3 separate regions of the Danio rerio genome follow, and all the other regions are linked to region 2. A link is a contact called in public HiCAR-type and Micro-C data. All regions are on one chromosome and are shown on one strand. The core of a region is the stretch at or near the end of the contact, and the rest is flanking DNA. Distances in the headings are between cores, read along the strand shown.

Region 1 (3,699 bases), core at 302-2,801, 290 kb after region 2:
ATTCTCCCGGTCCTCCCGATTAGCCAATCCGGGTCTGGCCTGCATTATTTAGCAGTTGTTAACTTGGAATAACATGCCTTGGGATGTCACGATTGAATCAATCAGAAGCGAGTATTCCAGACAGCCTATAATGATATAGAATAATAATTATCATTTAGAAAACTGAAATCTGCAATGGCAGTTCACACTAAAAGAAATTGGAATTTGCCGAGAAAATTGCTATTGTGTAATACAATAATAAATAACTATTACAAACCATATTCTGTTTGGGATTTTGACCAAGTGCATCTAGAATATTCCATTTCCGCCCGGAATTTTCCTTTCTGTGCATCCAGTCTAAAAATGCTGGGTTTTGACAATTCCATCATATTGTCCCAACACAAATCGATTAGGTTAACTTTAATGTTTTTACAAATTTAATAGATTGAACATAAAACAATCAAGTCTTTCCCTTTGCCTTCAGACACTAGCGCAGCACGGGGATCAGGGGACTGATCATTGCATGAAGATGACGATCACTGAAAGATGGAGATTCGGCTTTGGAGGATAAGAGGTTTAAGCACTTGGGGTGTACAGTAAAGAGTTAAGGGAATGCTTTATTTTCATTGCATGACAAAGCCACTAGACAGGTTTCTATAAGTAGCCAACTTCCTTTTAGGCAAATTCCAAGGGAGGGAAGAAAGTTATGTATTTATGAACAAGACGATGGGACATATAAAGGTTATTACAGGGTCTTTTTCCACATGAAAGCCCTCACTAAAACACATAAGCTAAGCTGGACTTTTACTGTGGGTCAAGTTTAGCAAGCTTGAAAACATGCCTAGGGCTGGTAGTTATTACAGCATTACAGGATGTGAAAGAATGTATATAGACTGTGTTTCTTTGGAAGCAAATGAAAACATGAAAAATAATGACAGAAATGATGTCTACCATGTACTTCTTAGGAATTCATTTTTATATCACTCTGTCAAGTCAGTAAACGAGAATCTGACCATTTAATATTTTTAATGTCACTATATTTAGGTCACTGAACCTTCGTAGTTTTGAGCCAAAAGTCCAGTTTTCTAAAGGTTTGTTACTGGAGATGTGCTGATATATCGACCAATAGTTTTTAGAACTTGTAATGAAGCAATGTTGAGTTTCTTTGCTGAACTTAATGGTTTATTGTGTTGAGTAGAATAGAGTATTATTTCCCAGAGATGGGTTGCAGCTGGAAGGGCATCTGATGCGACCCGTGATTAATAAAGGGACTAAGCCAACAAGAAAGTGATTAAATAAATAAATGAATAGAGTATTATTTATAAGAGAGAGAGGGAAAGAGAAACCAATCTCATTCATTCCTCAGAAAGGTCTTGCTCTTTTTCTACAAAAAAAAAAAGAAATAGTTTGAATTGATCCATGGTAAAAAGCAATACTTCTCATGGTATAAACATCTCATATATTTCTTGCATGTTTTTACTTGCATCTTGTTAAAGGTAAAAAAAAAAGGGTTTGTTCCCTGTCAACATAAGAAGCCTTTGGGAGTGACCACAAAGACAGCTCCTTGGCACCATCTAAAGGCAAAACAAGAACCTGCTCTGAAATCATTATCACTAACACATCTTATTTTTTGTTTAACAAGAATGAAACTCAAGACCGCTTTAGACTTAGTGGAGTATATGATTACATCTTATATGAACTTTCATTTTTGGGTAAACTATCCTTTTAATAGACACAGCGTAAACCATAAAACCTATTGTAATAAAACAGTGAAAGCCATTGGTTCAAAGGCAATAATAATAGATATAGCATTAATATTACTTCAAACTATGACAGCATTATTGCCTTCAGGTCCTGCTGTTTATATTTATCTATACAGTTGAAGTCAGAATTATTAGCCCCCTGTTTATTTTTTCCAATTTCTGTTTAGCGGAGAGAAGATTTTTTTCAACACATTTCTAAACATGATACTTTTAATAACTCATTTCTAATAAATGAATTCTTTTATCTTTGCCATGATGACAGTAAATAACATTTTACTAGTTATTTTTCAAAGCACTTCTATACAGCTCAAAGTGACATTTAAAGGCTTAACTAGGTTAATTAGGTTAACTAGGGAGGTTAGGGTAATTAGGCAAGTTATTGTATAATGATTGTTTGTTCTGCAGACTATCAAAAAAAATTAGCTTTAAGGGGCTAATAATTTTGTCCTTAAAATAGTGTTTAAAACATTCATAGCTGCTTTTATTCTAGCTGAAATTAAACAAATAAGACTCCAGAAGAAAAAAAAATGTTATCAGATATACTGTGATATATATATATATATATATATATATATATATATATATATATATATATATATATATATATATATATATATATATATATAATTTGATAAATGACATAATTTCTGTATAAATTGCTTAACATGACAAGTCAAGCAATTTATAAAGCAATACTGTCATTTATCGAGGAACTGTAGATTGCAGAAAAACTGGTTAGGGTAAATGGGTGATGCAGTGGTGCAGTAGGTGCTGTCGCCTCACAGCAAGAAGGTCACTGGTTCGAGCCTGGGCTGGGTCAGTTGGTGTTTCTGTGTGGAGTTCGCATGATCTCTTTGCATTCGTGTGGGCTTCCTTTGGGTGCTCAGGTTTCCACCACAGCCCAAAGACATGTGGTACAGTTGAATTGGGTGGGCTAAACTGTCTGTAGTGCATGTGTGTGAATGAGTGTGTATGGATGTTTCCCAGAGATGGGTTGCAACTGGAAGGGCATCCGCTGTGTGAAACATATGCTGGATAAGTTGGCTGTGGCGACCCCAGATTAATAAAGGGACCAAGCCGAAAAGAAAATGAATGAATGAATCCTTAAGGTAAGGCTGTTCACAATGTGAAGGTTTAACAGTCACTTAACCACCAAAAAAGAAAATTCTGCATGCCATTATTTACCCACCTTCAACTTGTTTTAAACCAGTTTGACTTTGAACACAAAAAGCAGATATTTTTAAGAATGTGGGAAACCTGTAACCATTGCCATCCATAATAGATCAATAAATACTATGGAAATCAATGGTTACAGGTTTCCAATATTTGTCAAAGTATCTTCTTTTGGATGAGTGTTTTTTACTTGAGGGTGAGTAAATGATGGCTTATAATTTTGGGGTAAACTATCCCTTTTGTTGACATCTTGTGTTCACATCTCCAAATTTAAAAAAAAATGTTTTTATACAAGCTCAGCCTTACCTAAAAACTCCTAAAACAATCTGTGCACAAGTGCGCATTAATATTTCTACATTTCTAGTGAATTTAGTCCTCTGCCATTACACTATCTGTGGGGAACCCTAAAGGTAGAATGTCTTACTGGGAGATGGGAACGTCTGCATTATATACCATTGATAGAAATCATAACAGCTAACTTAGATCATGTGAGGCATGGGCATTTTACAACCAATCACATTTAGATCCTTGTCTGTGTACTGTGAAGGTGACAGTGTTGGCACTAGCCTTTAGGCTTTTTCATATAAACGAAGCTTTGAGCCAGCTCCAAATGGGCAGGGCCAAGATTATATATCGCTGCAGCCAACAGACCTCCAAGTACACAAAGTGTGTTGGGTTAAGGTTAGAAGGGATAAAGCTGCGAGTATGTTGCCACAAGCCCTGTCTAAATGTGGACGTGTAGACATGTATCTGAAACGTACAGCAATGTAATGTAATGTATTTT
Region 2 (3,718 bases), core at 509-3,008:
TAGATAAGTACCTTTTAGTAGATGTTAGTTATGCATATGTTTTTCTTTTTGTCTGTATGTCCAGTGTTGTGCTTATATTTATTATTATGGATCACCGTCGTCCTTCGAAACATGACATTTCGCTCCTCAGTATGTTCACACATGTAGTGGTATTACAATAAAGCTCAACTTGACATATATATGACAAGTACACTATTGGTCAAAAGTCTGGGGTGAGTAGGATTTTTAGATGTTTTAAAATAATCTTCTCCTGCTCACCAAGGCTGCATTTATTTGATCAAAATACAGTACACGTTGTAAAATGTTTTGCACTATAAAATAATAAAAAGTAGTTTATCATTTAATTTAATCATTTATTCCAGTGATTAAAAAAAAAATTCAGCTTCATTGCTTCAAGCTTCAATCACATGATCTTTTAAACATCACTCTAATATTAATAATAATAATTATTATTATTTTTAATGTAATAGTAATAAAAGCAATAATGACCGGAGTAATAATTTCATTTGAAACTACATACAACAAGTAGGCCTACACGGAATCTGTGCATGCAGAAATCTGCAGATTTCCACAGATTTTTTGCCCATGATTAGGTCTATTTATTTACATGTGTGCTCATTTATATTTCTTTAGCTGTTAAAATAATTTCAGTAATAATTTTGACTAATATGAAAATGTTAATTTGATTTAATTACAATACAGTTTGTGAAGTAATATAATCTGCATTTCAGAAAATGCATCATGAGAGACTTTGTATTATATGAGAGATATCTGTCTGACCCTGACAGTAGGTAATGATTAAATATTTGATAAATAAGTATTTGAAACACACATATACACGCACAAACACGCACACACACACAGACACACACACACACACACACACACACACACACACACACACACACAATGCTGTTTGACACTATACACAGCACCTATCGAGTCAGTGAAGACCACACACACCTTCATCGTAAAATGCATAGGTTTTTTTTTCTAGTGTAAATTCATGTTTTAAACATAAAGGCATGTTTGTAATATATGCATAACAAATATTGCATATGCAACATATGCAAATATTATATACACAGTAGGCCTACAAATAAATGAACTGTAGACTACAAATCTTTGTAAGATGTTGGATTAACAACACTAATAGTCAATTTTATGTAACATAATATGTTAACATAATATTAACAATTTTACAGCAGAGCTAATAATTTTAATAATAATTTCAACCAAGTATACATAACATTTTATTCCATCACCACCAATTTTCGCCACAAGGTGCCATACTTGAGTTGTTAATGTAATCATATGACATTGGACGGTTATCATGTGACATATTTGTATACTTGTTGGATAAGTGAAGATAACTCACCGATTTCCGTCCCTCTTCCCACAGTAAAAGTCAAGCCGTAACCCTTGAGTTCAGCTTTGTCCGTCTCCAGAACAACATACGCCACAGAATAATCTGGATCTGTGTGCTGCAAATCAATCATACTCAATTTACATGTTGTGGATTCTTTATTGATGGTGCATCGAGCAACTCTGAGATGACAGTTCAACAGCATGGAGAAGTGAATTAAGAAGGTGACCCACCATTGCATCGGATCCATGTTGTTCCAGTGACGTCGGGAATCTCACATCACGCACGGACACATTTATGATTTTGATCGCCAGCATTTTGTAAACTTCACCTACTGTACACTCGACTGTAATCCAATACTACTATACAACTCACACGCTCCGCCCAAAGACAGCTATGATTGGCTTATTGACAATGTATGCGAGCTGTAGAAACGTGATTGGCGTTTTTAGGATGACGTTAAAAGTGACAACAACATGATCATATGACCATTAAAAACATTTCTAGTTGGATTTAGCAAAATATGTTCTTGATAGGTCGAAGTTACATTGTTTTACAATAAGTCATATTTTTATTACAAAACAAATCCAAAAAAGATATTGAATGTATTGTTAATCTTTGTATTGTATTGGCAAAAGGTCACATACATAAACAAAAAGTTGCTAAGTCATCGCTTATATTAACAGCGATTAGTATTGATTTTGATCTCTTGAGTTCTTCTGTGAAACGGTTGATAAGCAAAAAAATGAAAGATATTTATAAAATATAACAAATGTTTCCCTGAGAATCTTTAAAATGAAAATGTGTAAACATGGTGTGCTATGCTTTGCTCATATTAAATTATTTATTTATGTTTTACAAACTAATAAAATTAATACATTTGTATTTGATAATATTTAATAATTTAATAAGTTAATATTTGTCATAACAATTATTATATTATCATTTTTGATGTTGTTTACATGTTTCTGTTAAATAAAAAAAATAAATAAAACAAGATCATTTAAAAACAAACTATCTGAAATAACTTTGATTTTGTGCAAAAATAAAAGGATTATTTATTTAAGTGTTTTTAAGCTGATCTGACAAGGATATAGTTTTAGTTTGTCAGATGCATTTCTATTTCATATATCCTGTAAAAATTCTCTCCACGTTTTAACGAGATATTGATGTTAATTGTTGCTTTGGTTAAAATATCTTCAAGGAAAAATATACTTCACAATTTTGATTTGCACTACAAAAGTTTTTTTTTTTTTTATTGACTTGTCAAAAATAAAGCTTAGACTATATGATTAATATGATCATTTTATTAGTTCAATATTCATAACTGCACACTTTCATTTAAAAAATATATTTTTTTATTACAGCATTGTAAAAAATGAAAATATCTATATAATTCTAAATAGTCAAAACAGAAAAGCTCTTAACTTGTGCACTGTATGTAACATTTTTGATAACTGATGAGTATTGGGCACACTTGTGAATACTTTATCATTTATTTTTATTATGTACTTATATACACAGCTGAAGTCAGAATTATTAGCCCCTTTATTTATTTTTTCCCCCAATTTCTGTTTAACGGAGAGAAGATTTTCCCCAACATATTTCTACACAATAGTTTTAATAACTCATCTCTAATAACTGAATTATTTTATCTTTGCCATGATGACAGTAAGTAATATTTGATTAGATATTTTTCAAGACATTTCTATAGAGCTTAAAGTGACATAAAAGGCAGGGTAGGGTAATTAGGCAAGTTATTGTATAACAATGATTTGGTCTGTAGACCATCGAAAAAAAATATAGTTTAAAGGGGCTAATAATTTTGTCCTTAAAATGGGTTTTAAAAAATTAAGAACTGCTTTCATTCAAGCCGGAAAAAAAAAAAAAAAAATATATATATATATATATATATATATATATATATATATATATATATATATATATATATATATATATAAGACTTTCTCCAGAAGAAAAAATATTATCAGACAACTGTGAAAATGTCCTTGCTCTGTTAAAGATAATTTGGAAAATATAAAAAAATAAATAAATCAAAGGGGTGGCTAATGATTTTGACTTAAACTGTATTTCAGAGTCAGTTGGGCTTTATTTGATAGTAGCACAGTTTGGTAAACTTCACTTTTACTTTTATTTACTTTTACATTTTAAATAACTATCAAACAGAATGGCTAATGCTTGCTAATTTTAAATTTCTGATAATTTTGCTGACATCATTACAATATGCTGGATACAAAAAGCTCTATAGTTACAGTTTAAGTTTAAACATTATTAAGACACCTACATTAATCTTATTTGTATAGTAATAAATGTATGTACTGTAATATCAAC
Region 3 (4,071 bases), core at 765-3,264, 270 kb after region 2:
CTGAGCACACTGGGAGGCTTTTAGCACATTTCGTATGTTATATACAAAGCCAGTTGTCGGAGTAAAGTCATGTCTTGGCACAATCTCTCAGACCGCCTTAACAGCTGAGCCAGACCCTTCACATTCCTCAGATCACCTGTGCTGCTCTGCTGGGAAAACAACACTCTCACAAACAAACAGTAAACTTTCCTCTGTCGCTCCAAAACACCATAACAACACGAATATGTAATCCTAAAACGTATTTGCACACATGTAAAATATTTGGACTTCTTTTGAAAACAAACCATGTCGTGTTGTTGCTGCTGCTGCTGTTGATTTAAAAGCACAAGCACTCCCCAGGTGAAACAAAAGTATTTGTTTCCAATTCAAATGATCAACGTCAGCTATATTATATGTAGTAAAGACAAAAATCCCTCTGTGACTGTCAAATGCATTGAGGTGCAGTTGGTTTATATTCACACGTTTGGACATTCTCCTTAATAATATAATTTCAGAAAAGTGCTAATTCTATATAGTCATATCATAGTAGCAGCCAATGACTATCAAAGGACAACATTGTTCACAGTCAAATGAATAGTGCTAATGTTGTTTTGAAGTCATACTTGCATGTGACTTCAGACCAAATATATGTACCAAATATAGACCATTTCAATCTGGTCATGTCATTGGCCCTTAACTGTAACAATGGGCAATTTAAACATAACTTAATGTCAAAACGGCTATCATAAAATTATTTATCAAGATGTGGCTCTTTTTTGGATTGTCGTAAGCTATAGAAACTAAAGATGTAAAACAGGAAATTCTTTGGGACCATTGTTTTTGTTTACATCCCTCAAAATGGTTTATAAAGAACCATGGTAAACAATACAGGGAGCATGTCAAAAGTTGTCACTGAACGAATGTGCACATATAAAACCAACTTAACCTCAATGTCAAATGTTGCTAACGTGATGAACATTTCTGGCTACTCTGAGAACACCTAAAAGTGAACTTCACACATCCACTATTCAAATCACTGCAACATCAGATGAATAAAGGTCAAACAAACTGACTAAGACAAATTTATAAAACAAAAAAGCAGCAGTATCATTTGTTAACAGTAGCAACTTTGTATACTAGTCCACCAAATAAATGCAATGGCATCGATACACCCTTAAGTCCACAAATACTACTAGGACCACTGATTGTCCAAAAATAGACCAGTGAATGAAAGGGAAATGAAACATTGTGACAGGGTCCGGATGACTGTGCAGATTTGCCCCGTGATTACTGCAGTGCTGGGGTGAAGTAAGTCTTCAATAATACATGCACCATCATCATCATCATCATCCTCGTTGTCTCCACCCAGGACATCTGTCACACTTCAAAAGGGGTTTACTCAGCGGCTCTATAATGTCAGCTCAAAGTTATTCTAACATAAGTACACTCATATCACCCTTCGCCGGTTACCCTGGTGTCTACTGACACTGAAGCAAGAGAAATATCACAATTTGGTGATGCACGTATGCCACGAGTTAGCGCGCAAACGTCCCGACAAGCAGACATAAAGCAAGGGATGAAACTCTGATGTCTCGCTCGCTCCCACTGCTGCTGGGGAACTTCGATTCAACAGCGGGTCGGGTTAATGGGAACGATAAGTTCGCCGACAGCATAAGTGCAAAAACAACACAGAATAAACCTCACCTCTATGAGCTCAGTGTAAAAATCCAGTGTGCTGCGCTTCTCCTTTAAGGACAGATCAAATCCAGCGCAGCTCTAATATCCCAGAAAGGTCTCTCTCAGATTGTCCTTTGCAACTTTCCCGTGTCCAAACATGCGTGCCGTTGTGCCATTTTGATTAAAAGAAAACTACAGGCTTTTTCCCCATTGAAAATTCCTAACAGTGCGCCGTTTCTTTTCTCGTGGGAGTCGCTCGCTGAAACTCCTTTCTGTTTTTTCTGCTTAATCAGTGCTGCTTCTCATCAGCGTTCAAGCGCGCGCTGCGCGTACTCGCTGCGGCTCTTGGACTCGGCGGATGGGCGGGGTCAGCTGCGGCGATGGGCGGTGGCTGCCTTTCACAGAACAAATACGTAACTAGACGCGTCACGACAACAAGCCAATCAACGACGAGCTTGAGAAAGAGGCGTGTACGTCTGATCCGCCCCTTAAAGACTGTCGCAAAGGGTGTAAAAGCACGACATTTTCTGTCACAACATTTAAATGTTTACGGCAGCTGCCCTCATCGCGCCAGTGGTAGAGAAAGGTGGACGGTATGATAGTTTTATTTTGGTGCTGTTTCTTTTGCGAGGTAAGAAACGATGTTTACAGACTAGATTAACAGATAAAGAAGGTAGAGAACGAAAAATTATTTGCTTTGGAGTCGTTGTGTTAGTTTGGCCTGCACCAGTGTAGTGCATGGAAGACAACTTTAATGCTCGAGAACGGTTAAAATAATAGTGTAAATACTGTAACGTTAATAGGCTATTTTGAAGGGGTCTACTTATGTTACTAAAAAGTACAGGTCAGGGTGTAAGTGTTGTTCTTGAAATAATTACAAAACTAAAGTGATATGAGCTGGTGATAAATTACTGTTAGTAGAATGGGCAGATGAACTGATATGTCAACACATTGATGAATAGATTTTATAACATAGTATTAGCCACTAGAGTATGCATTTAAATCAATAAAATCTCTAAATTGTCTCCACAGTTTATGCAAATAACTTTGGCACATTTAATTGCAGATGCTTTTACACATTTTAAGTGCAGTTGAAGCCAGAATTATTAGCCCCCCTGTTTATTTTTTCCCCATCTTATGTTTAACGAAGAGAAAAAAATAACACCTTTCTGAACATAATAGTTTTAATAACTCATTTCTTATTACTGATTTATTTTATCTTTGCCATGATAACAGCACATAATATTTGATTAGATATTTTTCAAGACACTTCTATACAGATTAATGGGAAATTTTAAGGGTTAACTTGGTTAATTTGGGTTACCTAGGCAGGTTAGAGTAATCAGGCGAGTTATTTCTATAATGATGGTTTGTTCTGTAGACTGTATCAAAAAAATAGCTGAAAGGGGCTAATAATTTTGTCCTTAAAATGGTTTAAAAAAAAATAAAAACTGCTTTTATTCTAGCCGAAATAAAACAAATAAAAAAACATTATCAGACATACAGTGAAAAATTACTTGCTCTGTTAACATCATTTGGGTAAATATTCAAAAATACAAATAATAATAAAAAAATATATATATATATCAAATGGGGGTTAATAATGGGGTAAATCATTTTGACATCAGCTGCATACACCATGACAAGTATTCAATTATTTAAATTTTACTATAAATAACATATTTATTGTGTAATCAGTAGAATTAATAGTACAGCCATAACGGCAAATAGGTAGTTATGTAAGCATATAAATAAATAACTACACTGAAAATGGTGCTGTTTAGGAAAATACAAACCAAAGGGGTCCCACACTTTTTGAAAGTAAATGAATTTTACACGTATTTATTCAAGGCCTGACAAGTACCTAAAAACAAACATAGGTCATTAAAAGTGCTTGAATTAAATATGAAATAAAATTTGTTATGTAATTTAAACAATTTTACTGCTGTTAAAAACTGTTTAGAAAACTGAGAAATTCTTCATTTTAAAATCTTAAATTTAAGTCTAGTACAGTAACGCTGACAAATAATGTGCATTTTATTAATATTTCAGAAACTGCACTTGAGTATTACCTGCATTGAAATCAACAAATTTTATTCACGTTCTTAGAACATGTCTGTTTTTAAATGGTATTTTTTACTGTGACATTTTTAGGTGAAGTGAATTGTTAAGTACAGTAAGGACTTTCACACACTAAATAAGCTGGGGTGTAAATTACAAAGGAGCTTGATTTAAAGTTATGATGCTTTAAAAAGTCTTTGAATATGCTGTTTGTAAAAGTTACCTCAGATATTAGTTGCCACAGTGAGACAGTACTAATAAAAAATAAAATAAAGAAATATAAATTGTTGGGAAATAACAAATTTAATAAGTTAGTAAGATCAATACAGTCAGTGGTTGTGTCATTAGTATATA

What was found. A called contact is a pair of places that touch in the nucleus more often than the background predicts. HiCAR-type assays count read pairs that join an accessible place to other places.
Region 1: a Micro-C map of caudal fin shows a contact between it and region 2, with 5 times the contacts expected there. The contact joins the enhancer-like site here to the promoter of enosf1 in region 2. A contact is called at or near these places in 2 of 18 Hi-C or Micro-C datasets (caudal fin and hematopoietic stem cells) and 1 of 4 datasets of contacts at active chromatin or transcription factors (caudal fin).
Region 3: a contact with region 2 is called in a HiCAR-type map of caudal fin, with 5 times the contacts expected there. The contact joins the promoter of myo9aa here to the promoter of enosf1 in region 2. A contact is called at or near these places in 2 of 18 Hi-C or Micro-C datasets (hematopoietic stem cells and an unstated tissue) and 1 of 4 datasets of contacts at active chromatin or transcription factors (caudal fin).

What each region holds. Positions count from the first base shown.
Region 1 is chr7:57,804,328-57,808,026 of GRCz12tu, reverse strand. The region is part of intron 23 of adamts7 (a disintegrin-like and metallopeptidase (reprolysin type) with thrombospondin type 1 motif, 7); the gene reads left to right. Among named protein-coding and RNA genes, the nearest start is that of senp8, 19 kb to the left of the region's middle. Within about 2 kb of position 1,551, at least 2 of the 62 cell types and tissues checked have an H3K27ac peak or open chromatin away from gene starts, as enhancers often do. A contact at or near this core is called in caudal fin, where this site is marked.
Region 2 is chr7:58,098,339-58,102,056 of GRCz12tu, reverse strand. enosf1 (enolase superfamily member 1) reads right to left here and starts at 1,758. Exons shown (of 15, transcript NM_001076742.2): 1 at 1,600-1,758; 2 at 1,379-1,484. The coding sequence starts at 1,683. All of the region lies in intron 23 of adamts7 (a disintegrin-like and metallopeptidase (reprolysin type) with thrombospondin type 1 motif, 7), which reads left to right.
Region 3 is chr7:57,823,447-57,827,517 of GRCz12tu, reverse strand. myo9aa (myosin IXAa) reads right to left here and starts at 2,014. Exons shown (of 43, transcript NM_001423815.1): 1 at 1,684-2,014. The region is part of intron 23 of adamts7 (a disintegrin-like and metallopeptidase (reprolysin type) with thrombospondin type 1 motif, 7); the gene reads left to right. senp8 (SUMO peptidase family member, NEDD8 specific) reads left to right here and starts at 2,194. Exons shown (of 2, transcript NM_001077165.1): 1 at 2,194-2,287.